Regions from separate parts of the Ovis aries genome. Here region 1 is linked to region 2. The links are chromatin contacts, called in public Hi-C maps. All regions are on one chromosome and are shown on one strand. Each heading gives the region's core, a stretch centred on a gene start, on an enhancer-like site or on the middle of the called end of the contact. The rest is flanking DNA. Distances are from core to core; before and after follow the strand shown.

Region 1 (5,337 bases), core at 2,006-4,505, 94 kb before region 2:
CCTCCCCCCTTCATTCCGGCATCACCAACTCTAGGTACTCCTGCTTTCTGTGCCCCGCACCCCCACTGGGGGGAGCCCTCCTTGATGACAGCACTCCTGCACTCTGCCCACAGCTATTTCCACATGGGCTCCTCCTGGGCTCAGAGCAGGGCCCAGGGGCCTTTGCGGGCCCACTGTCTCCCCAGGTGCCTGCACACAGTAGGCTTACGGTGAACACTCCCCAAACAAGAAAAAGACTTCCCCACCCACGGGGCGGCGAAGGATTCCACAGCACCCATCAGTGTAAGGACCGGGGAGGAGAGCCAACCACATCCAGTCTTGGCACACGATGCCAGCCTGCCCACCCCCAGCATCGGAGGCATGAAGACCCCGCACAGGGCAGCCTCCTCCTCCCCGTTTGCCTTCATGACCGCACCCGAGCCTGAGGTCAACAGCAACCAGCCCATCTTCCAGAATCCTCGAACCCAGACACAGACAAGGGCCTGGGAGGGAGTGACGGAGCACGGACAGACAGACAGAAGCAGCTCAGCCTCAAATCAAGGACACAATCATTCTTCCCAGTTCAGGAGCACTCGTACTGCCTGTAAGCTGTTGTATAAGCCCCCGGCTCTTGGAATGCTGAGTGCTGGCAAACCCAGCCCTGGGGTGGCTTTTCCCTACCCACAAGAACGCCTGCTGTGGAAACAGAGAGGGTGGGGAGAGGATCGGGTGGGGGCGAGGCCAGAGGATGAACATGCCCGATGCTGTGAAGAACACTGGGGCCGTCTGAGCATCTCCTGCTCTAGCTTTTGGCCAGAACAAGTACACGCCGGGGCCTGGGACCTTTGCCCCAGATGGCTCTTACCCCCTGGCAGGAGAAGCAGGGTCAAGGTCAAGAGGCCGAGTCTCCCAGGCAGCCTGGCTGGGTGCTGGCATTGCCCAGGGCAGGAGGGAAGGGACCCAGCATCCATGCTCCCACTGAGGAGCTTTCCCTGAAACGATCTCTGGGGCAAGAAAGGAGACCCCCACCAACAGAACAAGGGTTGGGGTCGTGTGTGGCAAGGCCAGAGGGTCCTCACTGCTTCCTGAGGAATGGGGTTTCTGGACGCCCCAGCAAACACCCGGCAGCCTGAGAGTCAATGAGCTGACAGTGACACGCGGACACACAGCTTTAGGCTGAGAACCCAGAACCTTCCGAGCTGTTCCCACACCATCGCTGGGCGGAACAGAACCTGGTCTTCAGGTGCAGCCCACCCGGAGTCATTGCTACCTCCATAGGAGTCAGCACGCTCTGCCTCCTGCATCCCACAGAGGTGGACACTGAGGTCCACAGAGCTGTCCCTTGCCCAAGGCTCCACCCCAGGGAGGAGAGGCCAGGTTTCTGCCTGGCTCCACGTGCAGGCAGGTCAGCGAGGAGGCCCGCCGACCTTTAGCCCGTTTGAGGCCAATTTCCTTCGCTTTCTGCAACCAGTCTCGCTGGCATTTAGGCGCCTGAGAACCAGGGATCCTTGAGTTTCCCAAGACCCACGTGGGAGGATACAGCTCATGAACACCCACTCCTGCCTCGTGCAGGCCGGGAGCCCAGCCCCCAGGAAGGCCGACACAGACAGACGACCACGGGGCCCGAGGGACTTACGTGTCTGTGGAGCGACGGTAGTTCTCGGGACACTCGAAGGCCAGGCAGCGGAAGCCGCCCTGGATGTTGAAGCAGGTCTCGTTGATGGAGCAGTTGTGGATGCCGGTCACACACTCATCAATGTCTGCAGGAGACCCCAAGGCAGCACGGTGAAGGCCGAGGCCCCCAAGCCATCCCCGGCCCAGATGGGGGCGCCCAGAGTTTGGGGGATCGGGCCATCCTTGCCCTCTGTTGGCTGCTCTCCGGAGCACAGCCCTGTGCCAGCTCTTTTGTTCATAGGAGATTTATATTTAATTTACCTACTATTCATGATCCCTGGAGTGAGCATAACAACAACAGCACCCTCTAAATGATGGCCCTTGAAGTGTTTTGCAGGAAACACTTCTCACTATAATTAAATGAAGCAAGTACTGGTTATTATCCTCATTTGGAGGAGCTCATGGGCTTAAGCGACTGGTTTAAGGCCACACATTTTATAAGTGGGGGAGCTGAGCTTTGAACCCAGGCAGCCAGCACCTCTCCAAGGCTCTCAAGGTGCATCAGTCTTACCTTGCATGCCACTTCTACCATCTGAGGAGGGAATGGGCAGAAGCCACTAGCCCCACGTTACGCATGAGGAAACTGAGGTGGAAAGGGAGTCTACGTTGTGCCCAGTTTCTAAAGTCAGTGACTGGGTTGGACCAGAACCAGGCCTGGGGCACATCAGGAGGTCACCTGGACATGGGGAGTCGTCCCCGCCCCACAACGGTCCGGAGCAGCCGAATGGCGAGGGGACATCACCACGCCAGAGGCATCGGGTGCAGGTGTGCATGCTGAGTTGCTTCAGCCGGGTCTGACTCTTTGTGACCCCGTGGACTGTAGCCCACCAAGCTCCTCTGTCCATGGGGATTGTCCAGGCAAGAATACTGGAGTGGGTTGCCATGCTCTCCTCCAGGGGCTCTTCCGACCCCAGGGATCAAACCCACGTCTCTTTTGTCTCTTCCACTGGCAGACGGGTTCTCTGCCACTAGTGCCACCTGGGAAGCCCTGAGGCCTCTGTGAAGAGGTGCCAAATCCTGACCGTTGGTAGCAAAAACAGCAGTCCCCAGTCTCAAAGCCCAAGAGAGGCTCAGGAATGTGTTTTCGCTGTGTCTGGCAGGACCCCAGGCTGCGGTGAGGGCATCTGGCCAGGTCATCTGCTCCTTCAGAAATGTGAAAACAGCGACTTCCATCCGGAGCTCTGGACAGCTGAGCAGTCCCTCCCAGGAAACGCCGCAGCTCCTGACGCCTTTGATCACAGTCTGCAAATCCCCTTCATGACCAGAAAGCCCATCTGAAGAACCCCGGCCCCCAGAGCTCCTGGGCCCCATAGGAGGCTCGCTGCAGGGCCTGGAGAGTCCCAGCCTCTGATTCGGCTGCTGCAGCCATTGCCGAGGGTAAGGCCAGCACGCCCGTCTGGGGTTGCTCATTCACAAATATCTCCTTAGCTCCCCTCTCAGTAACCCAAGAGACAGTGACACAATGCCCCCTGGAGTGTTCTTAGATCTGGGAGCCGAGGATAGGATGCAGGCCACCCACCCTTCATTTAGCCGATCCCTGGGCCCCAGGGGAACCTCAGCCATAAAGGCCTTCTATACAGAGACCTCAGGGTGGGGACACACCCTGACCAGTCCATCCCCCTGACAAGTGGAGCCCAGCACCCTGGGACAGAGGCCTGCACCACCGGCTCACTGCGTCGCCCTCAACACCTGGCAGGGCCTGGGTATGTCGAGTGACTGAACGAGAGACTAACAGCAGTGCCAAGCTGTAGAGTCTTTGGGGTACTGACGGTCTGCTTCCTTGACGCTGGGCGTCTTCCTTTTAAAGGCTGTCAGCCCCACTTCTGGCCCCCCAGGGGCTGCCCGGGGCAGAACAGGAGGACTCAGGACCCCCGGTGGATAAGCGTGCCCGAGCATGGGAGACCAGGGTGCCCGTGGGGCGAGGACACACCCAGGATACAGTCGTCCCCCCCGAACGCACCCCATCTGTGCTGCAGCTGCGGGGCCTCAGTCCCCCCAACCCCGCAGAGCCCCGAGACGGCCCCGGGATCCCGCCCTGCTCACCTTGGCAGTTGCGGCCGTTGGGGGCCAGCCGGTAGCCGGTCGAGGGGCAGCTGCACTGGAAGCTCCCGGGGATGTTGAGGCAGCGGTAGGAGCAGATGTGGCCCCCCGTGGGCAAGGCGCACTCATCGATGTCTGTGACGGCAAAACCCACCCTCAGCATCTGCGTGGGCCCCCTCGGCTGGGCTACATCCCCCAGGGAGCTGAGCTGTGACCTGGAAGTCAGCCCCGAGGATGAGCGGGACACAGGGGGTTCTCAAAGTCCCAGGGCCGGGGCGGCCTCTGAGGCCATCGGGCCAGAAGGGCGTGCTGAGTCCCAGGGAGGGAAAAGGCCTAGCCTGGGGCCACACAGCAAGTTCTTGGTGTGAAGTTTGCGGGGCGGAGAGAGGGAGACTGGGGAACAAAGGGCCAAGGGCTTCAGAATGGCACACATAGAGGTACCCTGCTGACTCCATCCTGATGCCGATGATTATAAATCTGCTAACAACAGACACACTTTATATAATAAAAATAGGAATAACCTTACAAACAGTTGCCTTCTGAGCACCAACATTGTGCTAGGCATGTACGAAGTACTCTTGAATCATCATTTGGTTTTATCCTCCGACCACCGGTTAAGTGCAGGATGAACCCAGATGTTACACAGGAGGGCGGCCCAGGCCCCATGAGGGGCTTCTGAAAGGCCAGAGGCAGAGGGTCGAGCCAGGGTGTGACTCCTCAGCCCGCCTCCCGCACCCCCGCCCTGCTTGAGGTCCGGGCGGCACCCATAGCCACCACCACCGTTCCATTTTATGTCACTGAAGAAAATCTGGGAGTGGGTTTCCTCCTTTACAAATCTCACTTTCAACAATGGGCAAAGTCCATCCAAACACATCTCAGAGGGAAGAAACCCGGGCCACTCGCCAGCCAGGAGGAGCGGGGAGTGGGCGACAGGAGAGGGGCGGCCTCTCCCGCTCACCTTCGCAGGTGACCCCGTCCACGTCGCTGAGCTGGTAGCCTCGCCGGCAGTAACACTGGTAGGAGCCGTAGACGTTGGCACACTCCTGGCTGCAGGGGCTGCTGTTACACTCATTCACATCTGAAGGAGACAGAGTCCCGAGGCCACCGCTCAGAGCTGAGTCCCTGGTCCCTGGTTGAGTGGGTCATGACCTCCCTCGAGTTAACACACACACAGAGGCAGAGGCTACCACGTGTAGGGCCAGGGACCTGCTCGAGGTTCCCCCAAGGGAGAGAGGCTCCCACTCCACCCCCTCAAGGCTGGGGGATCTGGCATCTTCCCACCCCCGCCACTGCTGGCTTCAAGCCACACCAACCCTGGGGCTTCTGCTCTTCTGTTCTCTTTGCCTAGAACAGGGATCAGCAAACTTCCGGCCCACCACTTGTGTTTGCAAATAAAGTTTTATTGGCACACAGCCACGCTCATTCCTTTACCATAGTCCACGGCTGCCTATTCACTATAACAGCAGAGTTAAGGAGGCACAATCGAGAGACGTGGCTGGCAAAGCCTAAAATATTTACTGTGTGGCTTTTAGGGGAAAAAAAAAGTTTGCCAACCTCTGGCCCAGAAGTCCCTTCTCATTTTTGTTTACTGCTAATTCTTAGCAGGGCAGGAGGGGTGAGCAGGGGAGAATGTCCTTTAGTGCC
Region 2 (5,493 bases), core at 428-2,927:
TTCCCCATCGTGAGTTTTTCCCCAGCAGCTCTTCAGTTATCACACACACAAGACCTTGGTGGGTTCACCCACTTGCTCTCATGATGTGCCCTGAGTATGTCTGAACGCTGGGTGGACCAGCTCAGCTTGTGAAACTCACGCCCCCTCCTCCCTCAATCTCATGCAACAAATACCTGTCACATACTGTTTAGGGCTCCAGGAACAGAGGAAAAGAAAGCCAAGTCCCTGACCTTAAGGAACATACATTCTAGTGGCAGGGGATAAATATATGCATCAGGCGATATGTGCTGTGGGAAAAAATAAAGCAGGAGAGGAGGGAGGAGCAGGAACCATGGCGGAAGGGTGTTCCCATTTTATTTAGGGAGCAGAAAGGGCCTTGTCTCAAAAGAAGGTAGCTTTCGAGGTGAGTCCCTAAGGAGTTGACAGAGTTGGCCACAGTGATATTCAGAGAAAGGATGTCTTAAGCTGAGAGAACAGCTGGTGCAAAGGCCCTGAGGCAGGAGTGTGTTTGGCATGCCCAGTGAACAGCAGGGAAGTGAGCAGGGTTGGAGTGGAATGAGTAGCGGGGTGGTGAGGTGTCAGAAGATAGAGGAGATCAGAGAGACAGACAACAGGCCATGAGTTCAGACGGGCCTCGGAAGACAAGCAGCTCCACTCTACTTGAGTTGGAAACCATTGGAGGGTTTGAAGGAAAAGGACAGTCTGACTTGCACTTGGTTTCTGGGGCTGCGGTGCTGAAAATGCATGGGGCAAGGACAAGGGGAAAAGCAGGGGTATATCAGCGAGGAGGCTAATGCAGTTATCTGGGCAGGAGATAAGGGCTTAGCCAAGAAGATGGTAAGAAGGGGTCAGATTTTTTATATATGTTGAAGTCCAGCCAATAGGATTTGCTGATGGAATTGGATGTAGGGGAGAGAGAGAGAGAATCCAAAGATGAAGCCACACGATTTGGCCTGAGCAGCTGGAAGGATGGGTCTGCCATTGACGGAGTTGGAAAAGAGTTCAGAGGAACAGGTCTGGGATAGAGCTGTCTGGACACAGGGTTTCTGGACACAGGCTTTCTGACCATCTGTTGGCCATCCAAGCGGAGCTATCAAGACAGTGTTTGAAGCCGAACCTGGGGCTCAGGGCAGAGGTGGGGCTAGAGAGCTATATTGGAGATCTGTCCCCCACGTCCACTCTCTGAGGTTCTGCTAACCAGCCTTCTGGGCACTCTGTTGGGGGTCTGCCTGTGGGACTTGGGGGTCAACGCCTGGCTCCAGACCTTGAGAAAAGCACTCCTATTCCCTAAGTCTCAGTTCTGCAACTGGGAAATACAACTAGCAGTATTGGTTAGTCACTGAGTTATGTCTGACTCTTTTGCAACCCAATGGACTGTAGCCCGCCAGGCTCCTCTGTCCATGGGATCCTGCAGGCAAGAATACAGGAGTGGGTTGCCATGCCCTTCTCCAGGGATCGAACCGGTGTGTCCTGTATTGGGAGGTGGATTCTTTACTGCTGAGCCACCAGAGGAACTATAAACTAGCAATAATACACTACAGATTCGTGAAAGTTTTAATCACTGAATATGCCTTGTCAGTATTGCTCTGGCCTCAACAAGCACAGCACCTACAGATGCTATTTTGCTGGATGTGTTAGTTGCTGCTGCAAGTCCACCTCTCTTTGGACCAATGGTTAACCCTGGGCCATATCCCCCTGGCTACATCGAAAGGGACCAGGGTTGGGGCTGTGACCTCTGGACTGCCATTTGGAAGGATGACCTGGTTTAGTCAGACTCCCTGGGCATGAATTTGAGTTGGAAATGAGGAAACTGGGGCCGTTGGTGGTGGATCTGGAGCCGAAAGGCCCTTCTGGGTCACTTTCCATGTGAGCGAGCCGAGGACAGTGTGACCTTGAGTACAAGACTTCATTGGGCCTGGCTGGACCCTGCTTCCATCCCAGGGAGGCCTGGAAGGCCGTCAAGCCTACCCCCAATCCCCTTGAATTCCCACTGGACATTGGGTCAACAAAGGCATATTTGTTGAGCCCAAGAGCCTCAGTGGGAAACTTACGGGGTGATGAGTTCTCGGCCAGCTTGCTGTGGCGGGCATGGCTCCAGCTGCTTCTGTCTCCAGCGGGCTCTGGAATGTTCCGCTCCCAGCAATTGTGGACAATAGGGTTGAAGTCTCTTCGAGCCCTGTTAGAACAAGAGGGTTCGGAAAGCTCTGTAGAACTTCTGGTGAAAAAGACAAGACCCACTAAACCACAGGCCTCCCATTCTCCCACCTCTCTATGCACGTCCGCACGCTGGGGCCACAGTTAGCACGAGGGCTGGCCCCGGAGGTGCTGGTCTCATCCTCCGTTTGGCAGAAGAAACCAGGAAGGCAGACATCCCAGCCACAGGACGAGTGAAACCAGCTTTGCCGGCTCTGGGCAGGGGGGTAACCAGTTTCCAGGATGGGGCAGTATGAACCTGGAGCTGATCCCTGGGCCCCGGGAGGTGGGGATAAGCGGGATAAGCCCCACCCTGAAACTACTTCCTCCTCAGAGCTCAGTCTTGCTCCCACCAGACTTCTTCCAAATTCTTTTCATCCATGTATTAACATCATGTGGACACACTGGACATGATCAAGAAGGTGCCTTGTTCGGAAAGTGTACCTAAAAGGCACCTGCTTCATATCCCACTCCACCCTGCAGACCACCACCCGCCCACGTGCCCAGGCAAGAAGCAAGGGGACCTGTCGTTGCCTCACTGTGCCAACACTGCAGAGCAGATGTCACAGCCCATTACGCCCACAGCCTCCGCGGCATCCCTGTCTATGTGCCTGGAGAGACCAGAGACACACAGGGAAGGAGCTGGTGCAGGCCGTGCAGAAACGCCCCCTGCTGGTGGACATTGGCGTGGGCAGCCAGCAACCTCATTTCCCCGCTGCCTGGCGGCAGGTGTTAAGGCCCCTCCTCTGGCTGTTCTGATGCGGCTTGGGGTGGGGGGGCAGGTCATCGTGTTTCCTCCTGTACATTCCATCTTTCCAAAAAATTTCCCCACACCCTTTTCAGTCAACCTCTGTCCCCTGACCTCGGTAAACATATACTTGTGTTCATTCTAGAGTTTCACACATAGATGTTGTATTTCTGTACTTTCGGGGGGTCTGGCATGGTGTTTCTGATTATGGTTTCTGATTTATTCACTTTGGTATATCAGCGATTTGTTTCTTTTACTCAGAGAGTGGTACAGGTGTAACGTTTGTTTATCCGATCGCCTGGTGATGACAGTTTTACTGACTGCAGTTTTTCGCTATTACGAATAACGATGCTATGAACCCTACTATACAAGTCTTTGTGTGGACACGCTTTCATTTCTCTTGCAATAGTTGGTCATAGGGTAAATGTATGGTTACTTTGTTAAATATTAAATGTATGGTTAAAGGTATTGTTAAACGTACACTTAACTATGTGAAAACTGCCTCTTTTCCACCAATAACGAATTACAGTTCCAGCTGCTCTGCCTCTTGACAGTCACTTGGTATAATTTTGAAAATAATTTTAGCTGTTCTAGTGCATACGTGATGGTAACTCATGAGCTTCTGAAACATTGGGATACAATTTTCATGCCATAATATTCACCCTTTTAAAGGATACAAATTCAATGGTTTTCAATATATTCACAGAGCCGGGCAACCTTCACAACTATCTAATTTCAGAACATTTTCATCACTCCAAAACCCTTTAGTTCCTGGAAGAATGCTCGCCTACTTTCTGTCTCTGTGGATTTGCCTACTCTGACCATTTCATGTCGACCGAGTGATAAAGTGTGGCGTTCTGTGTCTAGGTGCTCTCAGCCTACTGTCTTCGCTGTGGACCTGCCCTGTGGCGTCTATCAGGCTTCATTCCTCTTTCTGGCCAAATGATATTCTGCTGTGTGCACACACAGACACATTTTGTTCACACATCCCTCGTCGATGGACATTTGGGTTTTTTTTTTTTTTTCACTTTTTGGCTACTGTGAATAAAGCTGCTCTGAATATTCAAGTACAAGTTTTCGTTTTTATTTTTGTTCTGTTGAATAGTTTTTGGCCACGACTTGCAGCATGTGGGAGCCTAGTTCCCTGACCTGGGATCAAACCCACATCCCCTGCTCGAGGAGCATCGAGTGTTAGCCACTGGCCTGCCGGGGAAGTGCAGGGGTTTGATGGGCATGTTTTTACTTCTACTGGGCGTATGCCTAGGAGTGGGGCTGCTGGGTCACGCTGTAACTCTGCTCCACAAACTCAGCTTCCCTGACTCTGAGCTCTGCCTCAGCTTAGCTCAGTGAGTGCGCTCTGCTTGGTGGGGTTGGGGGGGTGTCCCCTCCCCCTGTGGAGGTACAGCCACGCCTCCAGGAGGAAGTCCTCAGTGACTGTACAGCTCACTTTGTTCCCTTCCCTTGGGGATCTCAGTCTTGTGCAGTCTGTTGTCCAGTGTCTGAAAGCTGCGGTTTTCAGTTTAGTTCAGTTCAGTTCAGTCACTCAGTCGTGTCCGACTCTGCGACCCCATGAATCGCAGCACGCCAAGCCTCTCTGTCCATCACCAACTCCCGGAGTTCACTCAGACTCACGTCCATTGAGTCCGTGATGCCATCCAGCCATCCCATCCTCTGTCGTCCCCTTCTCCTCCTGCCCCCAATCCCTCCCAGCATCAGAGTCTTTTCCAATGAGTCAACTCTTCGCATGAGGTGGCCAAAGTACTGGAGCTTCAGCTTTAGCATCATTCCCTCCAAAGAAATCCCAGGGCTATTTTGTCCAGTCTTCTGTAGTTTATAGCAGAAGAGATAGTCTAGTTACTCCATTAAGGCTGGAAGCAGAAGACCCATATTTAACATTCCTCTATCTGATACCTTCACCATCTAGTTCTAAGAGGACTTCCCTGGTAATCTAGTGGTTAAGAATCCACCTTCCAATGCAGGGGATGCGGGTTCGATCCCTGGTCGGGGAAGTAAGATCCCACATGCCAAGGAGCTACTGAGGCCCCGTGCTGCAACCAGAGAGAAGTCCTTGAGCCACAGTGAGGAGCCCGCCTGCCGCGACTAAGACCCAACTTAGCCGAAAAGAATTAAATATTTTTTAAAAATAATAAAGTTCTAGGGAGACTTAAATGTGGGTGGTTGTTTTCGCTGACACTCACGGCACTCTGTACTTGTATGTTTTTTTCTGTTTGTGTGAGCTTGTGTTTGGTCAAGTTTAATCTGGGAAGGCATCAGAAGTCTAAACTGGGATTGCTTCTTCCAGAGCTTATTTGTCTTTGCTTCTGCTAGGTACCATGGATGCGAAATTAACCCGAGAAGACTTAAATTTTTCTGCTGGGGATTCTTCCGACCTGTTGGAAAAATTAAAACTCTGGCGCTCTGTAAGAGTGAGCATATTGGGTATGAATTCTCAAGAACCACCATCACCACCATCATCACCAAAACCACCACCATGATCACTCTCTCAGCCACAGTGAAGACTCATTGGTTTCCAGCATTTTCTCTAAGGGTGT

The links. Hi-C and Micro-C count contacts between places; a contact is called where the count stands out from the background.
Region 1: a Hi-C map of tail adipose tissue shows a contact between it and region 2, with 6 times the contacts expected there. The contact joins two enhancer-like sites. A contact is called at or near these places in 7 of 16 Hi-C or Micro-C datasets (hypothalamus, liver, mesenteric adipose tissue and 3 more).

The regions. Positions count from the first base shown.
Region 1 is chr3:221,837,284-221,842,620 of ARS-UI_Ramb_v3.0, reverse strand. FBLN1 (fibulin 1) reads right to left here. Exons shown (of 17, transcript XM_027968208.2): 12 at 4,652-4,771; 13 at 3,697-3,828; 14 at 1,616-1,739. Among named protein-coding and RNA genes, the nearest start is that of TRNAG-CCC, 29 kb to the left of the region's middle. Within about 2 kb of position 3,255, at least 1 of the 54 cell types and tissues checked has an H3K27ac peak or open chromatin away from gene starts, as enhancers often do.
Region 2 is chr3:221,741,070-221,746,562 of ARS-UI_Ramb_v3.0, reverse strand. No RefSeq gene overlaps it. Among named protein-coding and RNA genes, the nearest start is that of RIBC2, 26 kb to the right of the region's middle. Within about 2 kb of position 1,677, at least 5 of the 54 cell types and tissues checked have an H3K27ac peak or open chromatin away from gene starts, as enhancers often do.